Linked DNA regions of Bos taurus: region 1 is linked to region 2. A link is a contact called in public Hi-C data. All regions are on one chromosome and are shown on one strand. Each heading gives the region's core, a stretch centred on a gene start, on an enhancer-like site or on the middle of the called end of the contact. The rest is flanking DNA. Distances are from core to core; before and after follow the strand shown.

What was found. A called contact is a pair of places that touch in the nucleus more often than the background predicts.
Region 1: a Hi-C map of skeletal muscle shows a contact between it and region 2, with 8 times the contacts expected there. The contact joins the promoter of GNAI3 here to the promoter of AHCYL1 in region 2. A contact is called at or near these places in 2 of 11 Hi-C or Micro-C datasets (skeletal muscle and an unstated tissue).

Annotation. Positions count from the first base shown.
Region 1 is chr3:33,897,213-33,900,700 of ARS-UCD2.0, forward strand. GNAI3 (G protein subunit alpha i3) reads right to left here and starts at 2,025. Exons shown (of 9, transcript NM_001034677.1): 1 at 1,804-2,025. The coding sequence starts at 1,921. It also overlaps a transcript of GPR61 not described here.
Region 2 is chr3:33,443,257-33,446,398 of ARS-UCD2.0, forward strand. AHCYL1 (adenosylhomocysteinase like 1) reads right to left here and starts at 1,571. Exons shown (of 17, transcript NM_001101052.2): 1 at 1,174-1,571. The coding sequence starts at 1,293.

The DNA of each region.
Region 1 (3,488 bases), core at 775-3,274, 450 kb after region 2:
TCCTGAGGGGATCTCTGATTATGAATGTAAACCAAAATAATCATAGAAGATAAAAACACACCTTTACTTTCATAACCAACTGATCAATAGAAACAATGCTAATGCCTTGAGTACTATAGTTCATATCAAACATCTGAAAGATCCCAAGGAGCTATGTCCAACAGTAGCTGGCACATGCTGGTTAACAGTTTATATTTAAGCATCTACTAAATACCAGGGACCATGCTCATTCACAAATGATACCTGTTCTATGGAAGAGTAGCAGTTTGAAACTTCAATTTTTTTTTTCATACATTCTGTAAGATCAAGAATTCAAACTGAAGGCTTAAACTCCAGTGCATAACTTCCTTTCTTTATTCAAAAAGCTGTTACCAGGCCTCCTGCAACCTACAAACTACCAAATACGTTAACATGAAAAGACTAGCATGGGCACCCTGAACACCCTAGAGTACAAAATAAACCCTGGGTTATGGTGGTACATTCTGTCCTCTGGAGCTTCACACCATAAAAATTTGGCACTTCTCCTAAAGCAACTTCTTTTTCCCAAAAATCAATTGTTTTAAAAAGCAAAGTTCTATTGCTTACAGAAACCATTACTTCCATTTACTCTTCCCTAACAGATCCCTAGAAAATACTAACAGTGAAGAAAAAACATGGCCTGATTTATTGGTAAGCTGACATCAGGGTATTTTATATGATTCACTGAGCTTCTAGAAAACAATCTCTCAAAAATTCTAAAACTAACTAGGCTGAGTAAAATGCATCTGACTGTACATAAAAACTACTTAAAACGAATGTCAAGTAAAATAAACAGTAATTCCCGAAGCCAATATTTTTCGTTTGAAGAAACAAAAAAGCCCAGCTCAAAAGAAGTCTGTCACAATCATCTTTTACAGTAAGTCCAATTCCATAATTTATCCTAAGATAACTGCATTCCCACTGCACATCATCCCTAGCAAATATTCATCAACTCCCACTGTGTAACCTATTGTCATCATCACATCCTATGCCACAAACCTCAAACAAGCCAGTCCTTAAATATCCTCAGCTCACACCAGCTCCCCCTTTATAAAAACAATGGAAGGAGTTATAAAAAACCTTAAGAAAATAAAAATAATACGAAATAGTGGATAAGTACACACAGCCTCTACACTCAAACTCTTTACCTTTACACCTGAGAACTTGTCAGTTATTTCAACCATACACTTTTATGTTCCTGGGTTCTTTTATGTTCTAGGGGTCCTCCACCTCAGCGAGAGCTCGAAATGTCCACTCTCTAATAAATGACAGGGTCCTATGTGACCACTCTGTCCAAGACCCCCTCTCTATTTATATTAATTATTCAAACCCCCACCCCAGCTCTAATCTGTCATAAAGTATCACCACGCTCCAAACTCACAGTCCATTATACAAGCCCAACACACTCTCCCGTCCTCAACACCAACTTACTCTAACCCTTCCCTTGAAAAACCTTCTCTAACATCAGCTCTTCCTTTATGAGCTTTTCCCATATTCCCAATACAGTCTCAATGTCCTATTGGACCACATTTCGAAGCTCCTTCGCTAAACACAATCCAGCATGGTGGCACACCCTCTTTTCAGCCTAATTCCTACAACCCCAAAACCCCACCCCCTCATCACGCCCTCCGGCATCAGCCACCAACCCCACACCCCGCCCCACGTCCGTCACGCCCTCCAGATTCTTCGGGGTCCTCTTCTCCCGCCCGGCCCGACCCCCCATTAGGACTCTCAAGTGCCTGGGTCCTCTAAACCACCCCGCCAGCCCCGCCCCCAGCCCCTCACCGAGTAGCAGCAGCTTCACTTCTTTGGCCGCTTTCTCCCCGTCCTCCCGCAAGTTGCGGTCGATCATCTTGCTTCGCTCCACCGCCGCCTTATCTTCGGCGCTCAACGTGCACCCCATGGCGGCGGCGGAAGAAGGGACCGGGCCGGGGCTCACTCAAAAACCGCGGAGACTGCGGCTTAGCAGGCGGAGAGAAGAGTCTACTGCTGGGCGGCGGCCCTCTCCGTCAGCTCCCAGAGCGCCCAGAGGAACCGGATATCCGGCGTTTTACGACACTTCCGGCAACGCCCGCGGCCGTTACTTCTTCGACCTCCCTAGCTGGGGTAAAGGAGGCGTGACCAAAAGCGGAAGTACGGAGAGAGAGAGAGACCAGGACGCCGAGTGTCGGTTCCGAGTTGTAGGGCGGCCCTGTCGAGTTTACCGGGCGCCGCTCGACTTTAGTCCCCTTTCACCTTTTTGGCTGTCTTATTTGGATGAATATAGAGATACCAGGGACTGGTTTCTCCGGTTCAAGGCACCCTCCCGAGGTCGCACGGCCGATTGGCGTGGGGAATGGGAATTCCCAAGAAAAGCCCGCAATCCGCACGGGAATTTCTGCTGGGAATTTTTCACTGGCCAGAAAACGCAGTTAAATTCTGGCTGTGGAGATCTGAGACCAAGTGTAGGATAGTTTGTCTGTTGGCGTCGTCCCAGCCAGAGCTGTGGGATGAGAATTACAGAGTCTGGGCCTCGCCGCGGTCACGCTCCACATCTGGAAAAAGTTAAGACCCACCATGCCTGGGACTTTGCAGTCCCTTTCTGCCCTCTCCTCTGGCTCACCTACTGGTACCCAGTGGGCTTGAGAGTTTCCCAGCTACTGTATCGGTAAAAGATCTCTTGAAATCGGTAACAGATCTTGCATAAGGTAAGAATGTGGTTTTTCCATGAAATTTCCATGCTGCCTTTCCCCCACACAAGCCAGGTTTAGCCCTGACATATTGTCGTGTGTTAAGGGCTTAGGACTTCTACCAAGATTAGTCAACCAAAGTTCCACACCCTAAAACAAACCAGTGCATCCTATTAAAATTTCCTGTTGGGGTAACACACGAAAAGAGAAGTCATAGTAAAATTTGTTTCTCAGCTATAGTATCACCTGGAAGTTGATAAATCCCCTATGAAAGCCCCACACTGATACTCTTTTTACTCATAATCCTGGATTCTATGGTGAAAGTAGCCCTACATTACCGTTACTTCCAAAGAGCCCCACAAAAACATTCACCATACATTCTAGGGAGGGGAACTCGTGCAGCCTCCAAGACCTTACCCTATGATTAAATATTATTTCCCCAGTCGAACCTAGACCTTAGAATATAAGATCCCAACAGAAAGATATATACAGTGACTGATGATCATTAGAGGGATTTCTTGAAAACCACATTAAATAGCCTCATGCACCTTAATTTATCAATGCCAGTTCTTCAAAGTTCCAAGTCTCCTACTCTTCCTAGTGACTGTTAGAATATCAATACTTACGGGGAGAAAGGGCAAGAAGAAGGGAAGAAAAAACGATATTTATTGAGTACCTATTTGCCAGGTGTGACTAGGTACTTCGATGTGTCATCTCGTTTATTCCTCACAACAACCCTGTAATTGTGGGTTGTTATCCACATTTTTACAGGTAAACAAATAGGCTCAGAGAAATTAAGCA
Region 2 (3,142 bases), core at 321-2,820:
AAACAAACAAAAAAATCATCTCTCCCACAGCCTGAAGGACTGTCACTATCTACAAATCTTGCTTTGTGCAGCTTACACCAGCAGTGCATCCCATCAAACACTGCAGGTGGGGACAGCCTTGAAACTCTGTCTTTATATAGGAGGGAAATATTTACCCAGGTTCTTACTGGTTTCAGAAAGGTCACCTCTCTGCAAAGGTTCTCTTGTTCTCCGTTAACTGGTGCCAGTGATGTAGAAAATCAAAATGTGGTTGGCAGTAAACACTCAGAAAGCACCAAGGATCCCAATTCCACCACTCAGAGAGCTGGTTAGATTAATACTTCCAAAGGCTGCCATTTAATCTTCCAAAATAAAAGAATTAGAAGAATGGTCTTTGAGCTCAACCCACAGCATAATAGACTAAACCTGTTCTTCCTCAGTAAGTGCAGTAAAGAATGAGCAATCGCTCCTTACCACCCACCCCTCCAACCCACCCAAGCTCCTTTCTCAAGGGATGCCGAAGTGATCTATTCACACGACTCTACCATCAACCTGTATCCATGAGTGTCTGCTGTCACTAACCTCCAAACGTTAATTTCTTACATGTGTCGAAGCAACTAGACGACCACAGAAGATGAAAATTAGTCTTCAATTTCATGCTGCCCTCATGCTTTTCACCTGCATAAAAGAGCTAGCTAGCTCCACGCATTTTTTTTTCCCCATCTTGCCTCCAAGATCACACGCAGTTGTTGGCTAAGCCGGCCACTGCTCCCAAAGAAGCACTATCAGATTTACCTGCTCACCTGAGGGGAGAGTTCCCGTACACCCTCATCCCCTGGGGCTGGTCACTGGGGTCAGCAGACTTCGCTCACCTCTCTCCCACTCCCATCTCTGAGGCCCTTCATCTAGGATAAGTCAGCCGCAAATTTAAGGCCTGGCCGTGCTGGGTTTCGAAAAGATCCCGGAGGACTTGGGCCGAGGGACAAAGGAAAGTGAGGTCAGGGTCGGCCTTTCCAGCTTGGGATAGGCCTGGGGCCGCTCACTCTCCACCCCTCACACCACCTCCGTAGTCCTGGGTCCCTGAAACCTCGCCCCTTAAGTCCCAAACTAGCTGGAGCCCAGGGCCGGGGCTGGCTCGCGCCCCTTCCTCGAGGCCCCAACCCGGACCCCCGCCGCCACCCAGAGCCCCCGCACCTTTTTGGGCGCCTTGGTGACGGTGGCCATGAAGGAGTACTTCTCGGCGTCCTCAATCTCCTTGGCCTGCTTCAGCTCCTCCCCGACACCGGGCAGCGGCATCGCGTCAGGCATCGACATCCCCCGGCCGGCCGGGCCCGCGGCTGACCCGCCGCCCCCGCCTCTTTCCCTCACGGGCGCCCGCCCGCCTGCCCGCGCGGCGCCCTCCGACACGCGCTCGCCCACCCTCCCGCCGGGCCCCAAGCTAAGCCGCGTCGGGTGCTGAGGTGCTGTGGCCCGCGCCTCCTCTGCTCCGCGGTCCAAGACAGCCGGACAGCGACAGCGGCGACAGGAGCACCAGAAGCAGCAACGCGGAGCTCCGACCGGCCCGCGCCGCCACCTCCGCCGCACGCAAACACGGACGCAAAGTAAGGGTAGAGGGCGGTGACGCCACGTCGAGTACTGGCAGCTCCCAGCGGGCGGGGGGAGAGGCGGGGAGAACGGCGCTCTGTCATGACGTCACTACGCTGGACTGGGCCGCTGAAGCCACCTTTTCTTCCTCGCTCGAGGGGGAAGGGAAGCTCCAGGGGTGAGCCGCGCCCTTGTATGCCGCCAGGTGGCGCCATTACCTTGCGAGGAGCGCGCGGTTCCTGCAAGGTTGCCGCGGTGCTGGAGGGCCTTTGGACTGCGGAATGCCAGGGGAGGCCTCAGAAGGGTGTAGGGATGCTTGGGAACGAGTACCAGAGCCTTACACAACACAGCCTACAGCCAGTCCTAGGAAGCTTCCGGCGCCCTACGTAGCCCACTCGCTCAATGCCCCATGCCCAGGCTCTTTGAACCAGAACCTCCTTCCCAAGAGGCAGTGTTTGCCTCTTTGACACCGTAAGAGTGGGCAGAACAGAACCAGAGCAGTGTGGTTTCTGCGCAACACTTTGTGACCTCCTCCACCACCGTCTCCGCTGGGCCTTGCTTGTTTACAAGTTCTTCATGTCGCGGAGCTGATGGGATAGGGCTAACGATGGGTAAGAGGGTGGGAGAGGAAAAGGGGTGGGGGAGGGGAAGAGAAGTCGACGAGCCCTTCCATCCCCCCACCCCCAAGCGTTTCACTCTGCCAGCTTCCAGGGCAGCACTAGGGCATTTATGAAATATTCACATGCTTTTACTGGGCCTGGCTATGTGCTACCCCTGTGCCAAGGCCCTGGATAGTACAGATGTGTGTAATACGTTTTTTGTTTCTAAAGGCTTAGTCCAGCTGGTGAGGCAATGTCAGCTGAGGTTGCTTGTCCTTTGACATTCAAATGACATTGGCTCAAATGTCCACGTCCTGTGGAAAGTCCAATGCTCCCCCCTCCCCGATTTCTGTGAATTACTGGGGGGACAGAAATTTTCAAGGTTACCTCTGGCTCTAGTTTTCTGCCTCATCTGAAGTTTTAGTCGCTATTCTGGTCTTTGTGGCTGTTTCTTTAGTTCCTGCTTGTCAATTCAAATGTGGAGAACAGTCCCTTCTCCTTTCAACCCCCACCCCTATTCCAAAACAACCACAAAAATAATGCTGTAACATGTAGCAGAACTTTTAATGAAGTTTTGTGGGCCACAAGGGAGAGGTTACATCACATCACAAACAATTTGAAGTCACATTTCTGAAATGTTCTAAAAAGTTATTTTGGCCATCTCGTCACCCGGGACTTCTCATTAGCCCCACCACCCCACAAAGCTCCCTAGTCTATTGCCTGTTTCATCCCCTGTCCTCCTGTTCCTCCCTTCCCATGCCTCCGCCTCACCCTTCCCTCTTTGATTGACTGGGAAGCCAGATTCCTCTCCACTCTGCTGAGTGTTCAAGACTTCCCAGGGCTCTTTTCCTAAATTCCTCCCATCCCACCTTCTTCCTTCCACTTCAGAGACCCAACAGGTCAACTCTGAAGAAAGAAGTTGTGGCTTGAAGTAACATTTTCCCAACTGGTTTACAAAAGGTTGGGAAGAGTGTAAAATA